Linked DNA regions of Sus scrofa: regions 2 and 3 are each linked to region 1. A link is a contact called in public Hi-C and promoter capture Hi-C data. All regions are on one chromosome and are shown on one strand. The core of a region is the stretch at or near the end of the contact, and the rest is flanking DNA. Distances in the headings are between cores, read along the strand shown. Region 1 holds the start of MFAP1 (microfibrillar-associated protein 1). Region 2 holds the start of CASC4 (protein CASC4). Region 3 holds the start of FRMD5 (FERM domain-containing protein 5).

Region 1 (3,942 bases), core at 550-3,049:
CAGGGGAAGCCGGGCGGCGCAGGCGGGTTCGGATCCCAGCCATTGGGAGGGGGAGGGGGCACGGGGCATTACGTTAGTAGCTTAAGGAGGCTAGCTTGGCAGCCTCATCCCAAACTCAAATTCTTTAGGGAAATGTAGAAGCCAAATCGGCATTTTTACCTTGGATCCAGGTGATTTTGATGCTGCTGATGTCAGTATCTCACTTTGAAGAACACCTGCACTTCTGCTAAGGAAAAACCACCTTGCCTAGCACTGTGAGCTTGGAGAAGATTCAGATGCACTTAGATGTCGTATGAAATAAAGAGGAAATGAAATCGAAACCAACATGCAGCCTTTTACCTTGACTCCTAGTTCCTTGTAACCCCACCACCAGAAAACTATGCCCTATGGCTACCTTATTATCTTCTCCCTAGGAAAGGAAGCATTTTGATATTTTTTCAAGAGCCAATAACAAGCTGGTTTAATTTCACCCACAAGTTAACTAAGCTGGTTTAAATTTTGCCCACCAGTTAGGATTCTAGTAATGACCTTACAAAGCCCCAACACTGGGAGAAAGTTCTCAATAGCTTCTGTATCACAAAAGCACCAAATGTAAGACTTTAGGGCACTGCATTTAAGAGTTACAGTCATATCAAACTTTTTTTTCTATTCTCTAGATGTCCGTGAGCAGAAACAACTAACTGCCTTCCCATCAGATTTACTCCTTCTGAATAGCACGGTTTTGAAGCTGATAAAATTATAATACAAATTTCTATTTGCTCTATTTTTACAGTCCTTTTCTTTCCAGCTCAAAATTGCTCCTTTGATGGCTTACTTGAGTCATCCATTGTTCCTTAATGGAGATTTGCTCAATTGTATTTCTCCCAGCCTAAGCCCAATTTTAGAACACAGATGAAATAATTTTAGAACGAATCCTTCAAAGCCCTTCAGGAACTTTCACACTCCTCAAATGAAAAATTACTGATAAAATCAAACTTTTCATAGTGTCTAATATATATACCATGCAATTTCTGTACTTCAAGACTTTGCTCATGTGTCCCTTCCCTCCCCACCACAGCAGTTATAAAATCCTTTCTACACTGAATGTGTTTTGACTTTCAATTAGCCTATGTTTTTTACACAGCCCAGCAAGTAAATTGGGATTGTTTCTGATATTACTGTAAAAGCCCTTGAAGACTTCCTAAATAAAATTCAAGTATTTGGAAGACATAAGCCTTTTAACAATGCTCCATACTCCTTAGAGCTAAACGAGGTAAATACAGCAAGTGCTTAATAATTACTTATGGACTTTCATATACAACCATTCCAGCCAAGAATATGTTTTAATAGGCAGTCTCTAGAAAGGAAAGAACTGAAACGCCTAAGAGTGTTTGGATTTCAGGCATTGTTCTAAGCCGTTTAGGGGATTTTTTTTTCCTGCCACTGGTCTAAATTAGCACCACTTGCCCTGACGTAACCCAAAAATATCGCACTACAAACCGCTCGGTCTCATCAAGTGAGAAAATCAGGTGCTATTAGCAGGATTTCTATTTCGATTTAACTCTAATTCTTAGCTTTCAACAATCTGAACACACTGTCCTTCTCTAACTCCTCGGTTTCTTCTTCATCACTTTGCCATTTTCCTCGGCTTCAAACGAACCTAATCAGCGAAACCTTTAATTCGGGTCTTCCGCGGACCTCAGAGTCTTAACCGCAAAGTCCAGAGAGCCATTTCCCGCCAGAAGTGGCGTCCAAATACCGCGAGACTAAGGTCGACAGGGAGTTTATGAGCATGCGCAGTAACAGACTCCACGGACTTTGGCTCCCTGACGTCCTCCACAATCCCACAATCCTCTAGTCGTACATTTCCTGTTTTTCTAGCTCAGCCGTAAGTGGTGTTTCTATCAGTACGCAGCAGTGTCCAGTGGCCTCTGGTGCGGAGGATTTTCTGTTCGTTGACGTTGTACCTGTTCACAGTTTGGAATCAGTCAAGTTTTGGAATCACCGCCGCTGCCATCAAAATGTCGGTCCCAAGCGCACTCATGAAACAACCGCCTATTCAGTCTACGGCTGGGGCCGTCCCGGTTCGCAATGAGAAAGGTACTGTGTTGAGCTGTTTTCCAGTCGGATCTTACTTGTTTCCCTAGCATATTCCAAACCGACCCCGGGCCCACCACCTCAGCCCCAGCGATCCTTAAGACCTTGCCCCCTATTTCTTTCGCCATCAAACTCGCATCCAATCGCGTTGCCTAGAAGGGAAAAAAACACCCACACTATTTCCACCTCATCTTGTTCCTAGAGCCTGTCGGTTCACTCCTACAGCAAGCATCCTCTTCCCTTGGCCTCCACCAATAAACTAGAGTAATAAATAAAGTGAACGCTTGCTGTTTGGAAGGCGTTGTGCGGGATACAATCCCAGTTTTGTTATCCATAATCTGTTTATGCTTTTATAACTCTTACTGTAATTATGTGTCCATCTCTCTCTACTGCATCATAAACTCATAGATTCCTCAAGGCAGGAACCCTCTCTTATTAAACTTTTTAATCCCTTTCAACCAACGCAGTGACTGTATTTGTTAAATTTAATACAGAGACAGTACCCCTAACCTTAAGGAACTCATAGTAGACGTGATTCATGCAAAAAGAGACCTATTCTAAGCAAGTGTGCAGTCTTTCGCACCCCTAATACTGTTACATAGGTGATGTAAACCAAGCGCTTTGAATAATCTCTTCAGACTGGGGTACTCAAGTTGATCTTTAAAGGATAGGTTTGATTCCAGTGAGTGCAGATGGATGAAGCAACACTGTACCTGTTTAGGGAGTCAGACTGAAAAGTCAAGAGTTTTTTCAGTAAGATATTTGGAAAATAATATCACTTCTTTCCTGTTTTTTAAATATAAGGTACTTATCCTTGTGTAACCTGCCTTTTTTTTTTTTTTTCCTTAAACTCTGTGGTTTTTTGATAAGTGCCTTTGGATACATGGAGATCTTATTAATTTAACTGCTTATGAGGTCTATTATATGGAGTTTGTTCCCTGCTGAGGGACAATTAGCTGTTTTGTTACTTTTTTTCCTCTTACACACAGCGCTGCAGTTATCATTCTTTAGTGCACTGCCTTAAGAATTTTAGGGTAGACTCCTAGAAGTTCTTCATCAATTAACTACCTATTGCCATTTGCTCTCCACAGTGGATTGTAAGAGCATTGAAAGTTTTTATTTCCTGTTATATTACCCACAATCTTGGTTGTATGAGATTTTTTTTATTTGCCCGATCTAATGGGTGTGAAACAATAGCACGTTATTTTAATTTGCAATTTCCTGAGTCCAGGATTACTAGGCATCTTGTTTGTGTGTTTATCATCTCTCTAGGTGTTGTCTTCTATGAATTATCTCTTTCAATTACCCATTTTCTATTTAGTTTGTTCTGACACATCCCAAATCTTTTTTTTTTTTTTTTTTTTTTTTTTTTTTTTTTGTCTTTTTGCCTTTTCTAGGGCCACTCCTGTGGCACATGGAGGTTCCCAGCTAGGGGTCCAATAGGAGCTGTAGCCGCCGGCCTATGCCACAGCCACTGCAACTAGGGATCTGAGCCGCGTCTGCGACCTACACCACAGCTCACGGCAATGCCGGATCCTTAACCTACTGAGCAAGGCCAGGGATCGAACCTGAAACCTCATGGTTCCGAGTCAGATTCGTTAGCCACTGTGCCACAATGGGAACTCCCCCAAACTTTAATATCTATTTCCCAGAGTTTTTTGGCTTGTCTTTTAATTATGGAGTCTTCTGTCACACAGGTGTTTTTAGTTTTATTGTTGACAGATTTAACAATTTTGTCTTTTATGTTTTGTGGTGTTTAGTATACTGTTTAAGAAATCCTTGGAGTTTCCTGGTGGCTCAGTAGGTTAAGGATCCAGTATTATCTTGGCTGTGGCTCTGATCCCAGCTGTGGCCCAGTTTCAGTCC
Region 2 (3,942 bases), core at 463-2,962, 500 kb before region 1:
AAAAAACAATGTGAAGATTACCAAGAAAGGGTCCAGAATGGAAGACATCTACTTATTCTACCTAAAAATTTTCACACTCTAGTATATCAACAGAAGTTGCATAGGACATAAGTTAATAATATAATAAACATATATAGTTATATATGTTAAGAAGTTAATATTATAATTCATAAGTTAATAACATAATTCCCAATACTCTGGTGAGAACAAAGACTATTCAGTACCGGGTCTAGTTCCAGTCTAGCTCTAAACTTTTTAAATTTAAACTTTGTATGGCTGTCCACCCAGTAAAACACCAACCCTAATAGCTACTTAAGCATACAAAATTTCATTTTTTTATTTCCTTTCAATATCAGTGAGGAAAATGACATAAGACTGTTGGCTTAGAACATATTTTTAGATTCTATCTTTTTGGCTAATTCATTAAGAATTCAAATTGTGTAGATAATTTTTGATTAAATATGTCCAAGTCACAAGTATGGCTCATATATGGTTCCAGAACCCATCCATCAGAACATTATCGTCACAAAAAAAGGCAGTAATAGCTGATCTTTAACTGCTTAATACAGAGCCCTATAGAGATAGTCGAAAAATATATGGTGACCATATATTTAAGTAATAATAAGTAGTTAGAGGAGGCCCCATTCTTTAAATAAAGAAATTGATAATGATCGGTGTGCACGGAATAAAAGATAAGGCAATAATACACCAAACCTAGCATTCTCCAGATCTGTCCATCTGTAAACGTAAGGCGGCCGGCCACATAGGCCAAATGTTTACAACTGCCAGCTCAGCAGCTGAGCTTGGAGAAAAGGCGGCATCCACACACAGGCCACTCTTGAGAACCAGAACTTAGAGCTAGTTTCGTCTGGAAGGGACCGGAAAATGTGGTGGTGATAAACTGGCTAAGGTCTAACAGAAATAGGGTTGTTAGCGGTAAGGGTAGCCTCCGAGGCTGCAATTCTGGAAGGCATAAGGCAACCGGGATCAGGCTAAACAACCCCACCACGAAGCTGAAAAAAATATATATATGGGAATTGAGGGGAGAGGACTGGTCCTTACCTTGTCATCCTCGCATCTTTTCCCGAGGCCCTCCCTGGCCTGCAGCCGGCTGCTGAGGCGGCCGTAGTCGGCCTCTTTCTGGTCAATCTGTTTCTTGTGCGAGTCCACCAAGAGCAGGAGGTCCGAATTGCGCTTCTCCAGGCGCCCGCGGGCTACCTCTGTGCGCTGGACCTGGCCCTGCAGCTCGGCCACTTCCTCCTGAAGCAGGACGTGGCGGGAGGAGATGCTCCAGTAGTTGAAGGCGAGGACAGCGATCACGACCAGCAGGACCACCAACACGAAGGAGGGCAGGCGGCCCGCCCGCCGGTTGGCCCCGAAACCGACCATGGAGCCGAAGCAGGCTGTGCCCGGGAGCCTCAGCGCCAACACCTGCAGGCAGAAGCTCAGGCCGCGGCTGCCGAGTTGCCTGGGGGACGCAGCCCCAGGGCCAGCTGAAGGAGGAGGCGGGCGGAATCGTCCGCCTGTAAGCCGGAGAAGGGGGCGGGGCCGCAAGCCGCTGGACCCTCCCCGCCCCCTCTCCTCAAATCCGGCCGACGCGCTTTCCCGAGGCTTTGAATTAGATTCTGCAACAGCTGGGCGGAACCGGAGAAGCAAGCCGCTGGCACCCGAGGTCCAACACCTCAGGGTTAGGAGGCGGGGAAAAGAGCCGGAAGGGGGTGGATTTAACTCGGGCCCCGCCCATTGTCTGAGTCCGGGTCGCCAAGGGGGCCATTTCCTAGTTTCCGCCAACACCCCCTCTTCTCGCGAGAAAGTGGGCTGCTCTCGATCTTCGCAGTCTTATCTCGCGAGGGTTATCCCTGTCAGGAAGAGTGTTGTATTTATTTTGGCGACTTGGGTTAGCTCGTGTACCTGAATCGGATCCCCTTCAGCTTTTACCTGCTCAATTCCCTTGCCCCGGGGTCTAGGAATGCCTATCCTGCTCTGTCCCTCGTGAGAGTTTTTTGTTTTTGAGGACATCTGAGGCAGCGACCGCTATGTAGGGAACACATAGGTGAGCTGCGGGCAGAAAGGGCGACTGGAAAGATTTTGTACTTGCTTCAGTAGATTTTCTCGCTTGTGCTAACAATGTGGAGGAAAAAATAACAACTAAAAAAAAAAATGCCATAAAATAGCGGTGCCCCGAACATTAAGGAGAAAAGCCAGAGAAACTAAGCTTTAGGACTAAAAGAGGGTGGTTCCAGCCCGCTTTCCAAGGTTACTGCCTCCACCAAGGGAAAGAATTCCAGAATTGTGTGAGCCCCTGTTCTTAAACTCACTGCTGCTTTTGCCTGGAGCTGGGCTTCCAAGTAGAAAGTCCAAAAGCTGCCCACAATGAATGATAACTTAACGCTGATACTGACAGCAAGCACGTTTTGGAGTTGATGTGATAGCTGTCTTACAAATTGTTTTTGCATGCTTAATCTCTTTATCTCTCAACAACACAGTTTTACAGATGAGGAATCCAACACACAAAAATATACCAGAAACTTTCTCAAAGTGCCATATCTTGTTTGAGACAAAACCAGTCTTGAGTCTGGTCACTGGTCTCTAACATCATTGCTGTTTGCATTACACCAGGCTGACTGCTGCTATATGTTCGCCATTAATTACAGTGATGCAGAAAAAGTAACCTCTTTTGCATATTTCTTGCATAAAAGTTTTAAAAGTTATTGATGCTATCCTGTTTAAGGAGAAAATGGAGTCCCTTTATTTTTCAGACCTCAGGATCAAGAACTTCCATAAGCATAAAACCCCCCAAACACAAAAACTTTGGTATTTTCATTTGAATCAGAGTGGTATGATGTTGAGGCAGGAAGATTTGTCATCTTTGAATAATTAGTATTCCCGTCCATTTCAAAAATAAAGTTACTTGCCTAATAGTCCTAGGGTAGCCTGGAAGAATTATTGCACCTTCAAAGAATGATGATTTCTCTCTCAGAGATACAGAAAAACACCACCAACATTATTAATATTTACTTCACATCAAACTTGAGCCCTTTGCTCTGGCATAAGATCTAAGAAATCTCAAGTCTCAAAAGACAAGCAGACTTTGGCAAAAAGGAGCAAGGCAAAAATGGGAAAACCCTGACTGTAATGGATCCACCTGTTCTTTCCTCAACTTCATAAGGAAGTTGGCCTTGCTTTGCTTAGCCAGCAGTTAAAAATTAACCTATAAAATGATGTTAACTGCTTAAGATGTTACTCTTTCCTAAAGCGTTTTTTATGGAATTCTGGCATGCAAAATATATTATTTACAAAACATTCACATATATTTTTTCATCAGACGCTTAAAGAACTATCTACTTAGTACTATTATTCCATTTTCCAGATATGGAAGTAACTTGCTCAAAATCATACATCTAATAAATGACGGGGTTGGAGTTCCCATCGTGGTTCAGTGGTTAACGAACCTGACTAGGAATGAGGTTGCGGGTTCAATACCTGGCCTTGCTCAGTGGGTTAAGGATCCAGAGTTGCCATGAGCTGTGGTGTAGGTCGCAGATGCAGCAGCTCGGATCTGGCATTGCTGTGGCTGTGGTATAGGCCAGCAGCTACAGCTCCAATTCAACCCCTAGCCTGGGAACCTCCATATGCCGTGGGTGTGGCCCTGGAAAAGACATTAAAAAAAAAAAAAAAAAAGCAGTGTTGAAGCTTGAAAAAAATTTTTTTGTTTTGATGGTTACCCCTTCAAGCTCTTCCCCCTAATGGAGATATCATGAAGACAGTGCATATGTGCCTTCATATAGATGCTTCTAGATTAGGCATTAAACAATTCGAGGTAAAGTCTATTCCTTAAGCCAAGTGATCAAGGTTAACAACAACATTGATAAGTCATGTTGATATGTACCCTTGATATGATGTAATGATAGTAGCACTCTGTGGTCTTCCCCAAACTCATAA
Region 3 (3,942 bases), core at 519-3,018, 420 kb before region 1:
GCATTGTTGCAGTTGCAGGTCACAGCTGTGGCTTGGATTCAATCCCTGGCAAGGTGGGTGGGGTGGGGGAAACTCCCATGTGCCCTGGGTACGGCCAAAAAACCAAAAACATTTATTGAGTATCTATTATGTAGCAGGCACCAGGCCACCTACTGGGGCTACAAAGTAGAGAAGCTCACATCTGGTTTTATCTAGAATATTTGGTTCCGTTGTTTTAGTTTCTAAAGTAACTCCTCCAGAATCGCATTGAAAAGAAGAATCTCCTCTTATGGCTCTTAAATTCCATGGGGGGGAATGCAGCTCATAAGGAAAGCAATCCAAGTTAGCAATCCAGTATACAAAGTGGTGGGCAGGGTGGGTCACATGCCAAAAAAAAAAAAAAAAAAAGAAAGAAAAGGTATTGGGGAGATAAATCCTGAAATCCAGAGACACTAGGGAAGAAGCAAACTTTAATGATTGGATGTTTTTTCTCCATTAATGCAGGGTTTCTTCCTTTTCTTCTCTCTCTTTTTTTTTTTTTTTGCTTTTTTGGGGGGGGCACTCCAGTGGCATATGGAAGATAAAATCTAAGCCACAGCAGTGACAATGCAGAATCCTTAACCACTAGACCACCAGGGAACTCCCAGGGTTTCATTTTTGTTATATCTACAAACAACAGTATAAGTGAAAATAACAGAAAATTATTCATATTTCATTATTTTTCTTTTTTCTATTTTTTAAAAATTTAATTTTATTGGAGTATAGTTGATTTACAATGTTGTATTACTTTCAGGAGTACAGCAAAGTGAATCAGTCATATATATAAATATATCCACTTTTTTCATACCATTATTTTTCAATTAATGTATTTATTCCAGCATTAATGTTCTTTGTTTATTTGATCCTTTTATAAAACATTTCCTTCCATAAAAAATTTTTGAGGGAAAATATTATGTCTCAGCGAAATTTTTGTAAAGAACATGAGGTCTTTAGATATGAAGAAAGAAACATTTTTTTTTTCTTTGTGATGTATACCTTCTGACATACTCTGGTATTTTGTTCAGGAAGTCTGAAGACATTATAATTCTAGTTTTAAAGGTGTAAGGAAAGGATCCATCGTTTCCTCTCCATGACACCAGCTGAAGGAGCACGCCTCAGTCTCTTCCTTTTGTCTTCTGAAAATAAAGGGAAGGAAGCAAAGGATGTTTGAGTGGAGGGTTTTCTAGGGGCTAAACCCGGTGCTTAGAAAGCTCTGAGAATCCTGCAGCTTTAATTGAAGTAGTTCCTATAAACAGATGTTCTCCAAAATAAGAGAGGTGGAGCAGAGAACGTTGGGCAGCCTTGGGATACAGCGCAGGTGGGGGCAGCCGCCTGGTCCAGAGCCGAAGGTGCCTGCATTCTGCAGGTGCTGGGATTGTGAGCTCGCACCGCTTCGGCTCCCGATAGGGCGGGAACCGTGGCGTTGCAGAGTGCGGGACTTAGACCCTGAATCAGAGCTCAAATGTATTGCAAGCAGCAGACCTCGATCAAGCCGAGTGCCCACACCTGGCCCGGGGGAGGGGAAACAGCATCTATAGGAACTGCAGGGAGAAAAGGAGCCCCTGGTTTGGGACGCCAGAGGACTGGTCGGGCTTGGCTCGGTCAGGCTGCTTTCCCATGATTGCTTCCCCAACTTGTCCATCATCGCAGTGCCCTATTTCTATTGGTTCTACTCTCTGCCACTCGGTTCCGCCGCGCTGACCTCCATTGGCCCCCCTCCGGGCGGGGCCCCGCCCCACGAGCTGGACTCCGGCAGTGGGGCGCGGAGGAGAGAGCCCGGCGCTTGCTCTGGGCTTGGGGGAGGCGGTGGCGGAGAAGGAGGAGGAGAAGGAGGAGGAGCGGGGCCAGCAGGAGGCAGCGGCGGCGATCGCGCTGGGGTGATGGTGCAGGTGCTCGGGGCCGGCGCAGAACTGCCCGGCTGAGGGGCGCCTGGTCCGGGGTCTGCAACGCCGCCGCGTCTCTCCCGGACGCGGGCGGGCGGGAAGATGCTGAGCAGGTTGATGAGCGGCAGCAGCAGGAGCCTGGAGCGCGAGTACAGCTGCACCGTGCGGCTACTGGACGACAGCGAGTACACCTGCACCATCCAGGTCAGTGCCGTGCCTCGCTGTCCGCGGGACCCCCTCGTTTCCAGAGTCTGGCCAACTTGGCCCACGGCCGGCGCCCGGGGGTCGCTCCAAACCCGAGGGCTTTGTCCGCTCCGGACTGCGGCGGACCGCCCGGGTGCAGGGCACCTCCGCCTGAGCCCCAGTCCGGGGCTGGGCACCCGGAGCTGGGCTCTGCTGCGGGCAGAGCCCCCGCGTTCTGGACCCCCAACTCGTCTCCTGCCCTTTCCCGAGGTGAGGGCGCTTCATCCTGGCTGCCGCCGGTATGGGGAGCACCTTCTGCAGGCGTCCGGAGGGAGGCGGACCGGGCGGTAGGTTCTTCCCCCGGCCGCCCCGTCGGGGGGCGCAGCTTTGGCTCTTCGGCCCTGCAAGGACGGCTGGCGGCTTTTCTTATCTCTTTGGTTGGAAGGATAATGGTGTATGTCATAATTTCCCCCTGAGCGCTTGTGAGTCAGAGCTCTCAGAAGGTAGACTGAACGCGCAGCCCATGCAGAGTGGCCTATTGAAGGCAGCCTAGCCCTCTGGGCTTTAAAGATTTAGGCCCCCCTCCGGCCTTTCACTCCCCAAATATTCTGTTGGGCAGTTGTGGTGGAGGGGGGTGACGGGGGGTGGGCGTGAGGTAAAGATTTAGCAACAAGTCCCAGCAATTTGAGGGTTGGTGTTGGCGAGAAAGAATCGGGGACTTAGGGGAAAAAAAAACGCCAACAATATAATAATGCTGCACAGCATTTCTTCAGAACCTGGTAATTTTGAAGGTTTTTTTTTTTTTTTTTCCCCTACAACCTCTTGCTTCTCTTCCTTCGCTACTGCTGTGTGGTACGTCAGGAGTTGTAGTCTTTCTCAGGAATGCCGTTACAACCTTCTCTTTTCCTGTATTAAAGTCAGAGATAGAAGCATTGACAATGCTCGGGTGTTTAGTTCAGCAGCCAGGAGGATCCTGCGCTCACGGCCGGAAACTGCGCTTTCTGGAGAAGCAAATTGAGTTGGACCCGGAGGGGTCTCACCTGATCCCTCGCTGCTGCAGCAAGAAACACAAGAGGGCTTCTCGCCTAAGACGTGGCAGACAAAAACTGTCCGCCCCGGGTCCTACCCTCTTTGTCTCCCTCCCCGCTGCCTCACAGCCCCCCCCCCCATTAATTTTTTTGCTGACAGTGCTCAATAGCGGAAAATAGCGGAGAAAGACGCTGGATAGTATATGAGAGCAGCTGCTGTCTGCTGACTCCGTGCTCAGTTCAGCCTTCTCTCCACTTTCCCTTTTCTCCTAGCTCTGGCCATAAATGCTGACTACTGCCAAAGATCTATGAGGATAGAGAACAAAATCCCTTTTTCAGGCCACTTACATACAGATTAACCAGTCATAAAGATGCTAGCCATCAAGTGAAAGGATTTTTGTAGTTGAATATGATAGGGAGATGTTGTGTATTATTTCCTTACTGAATGAGTGACATGCTACTTTTTGTTTCTATTGTATCTTTATGTGTTACCTACAGTTTTTTGGTGGGGGGGGCACGAAAAAACATTGAGTTGACATTTTTACCATTTGAATACATTGTGTAGAGCTTTAAAAATCTTTTTCTTTTGTTTTAGATTTTAAAGCATTTACGCAATAACATGTCAAGGGCAGTGTGAGATTTAAACTTCATGAGTCCTAAAAATAGTTTTAGGGTATGTGATGAAATAAAATTTCCGTGTCGGTTATTAACTTTTGCCAGTACCAATGAAAATACAATTCATGTCATCTCTCTATTAGTGGATAACCTTGTGGTTTTAAGGTATCGCAATAAGGCAACTAGTTATTTTTCCCAGTTGGTTGATTGGTGTT

The links. Promoter capture Hi-C pulls out the DNA fragments that hold promoters and counts their contacts. A called contact is a pair of places that touch in the nucleus more often than the background predicts.
Region 2: a contact with region 1 is called in a promoter capture Hi-C map of liver, with 4 times the contacts expected there. The contact joins the promoter of CASC4 here to the promoter of MFAP1 in region 1. A contact is called at or near these places in 1 of 5 promoter capture datasets (liver), 1 of 47 Hi-C or Micro-C datasets (skeletal muscle) and 1 of 2 datasets of contacts at active chromatin or transcription factors (alveolar macrophages).
Region 3: a Hi-C map of embryonic fibroblasts shows a contact between it and region 1, with 3 times the contacts expected there. The contact joins the promoter of FRMD5 here to the promoter of MFAP1 in region 1. A contact is called at or near these places in 3 of 47 Hi-C or Micro-C datasets (embryonic fibroblasts, heart right ventricle and mesenteric adipose tissue).

Annotation. Positions count from the first base shown.
Region 1 is chr1:127,739,608-127,743,549 of Sscrofa11.1, forward strand. MFAP1 (microfibrillar-associated protein 1) reads left to right here and starts at 1,800. Exons shown (of 9, transcript XM_001928118.5): 1 at 1,800-2,079. The coding sequence starts at 2,001. WDR76 (WD repeat-containing protein 76) reads right to left here and starts at 1,742. Exons shown (of 15, transcript XM_021096581.1): 1 at 1,640-1,742; 2 at 160-259.
Region 2 is chr1:127,236,776-127,240,717 of Sscrofa11.1, forward strand. CASC4 (protein CASC4) reads right to left here and starts at 1,713. Exons shown (of 10, transcript XM_021096541.1): 1 at 1,063-1,713. The coding sequence starts at 1,389.
Region 3 is chr1:127,315,897-127,319,838 of Sscrofa11.1, forward strand. It overlaps FRMD5 (FERM domain-containing protein 5), which reads left to right and starts at 1,769. Exons shown (of 16, transcript XM_021096605.1): 1 at 1,769-2,105. The coding sequence starts at 2,004.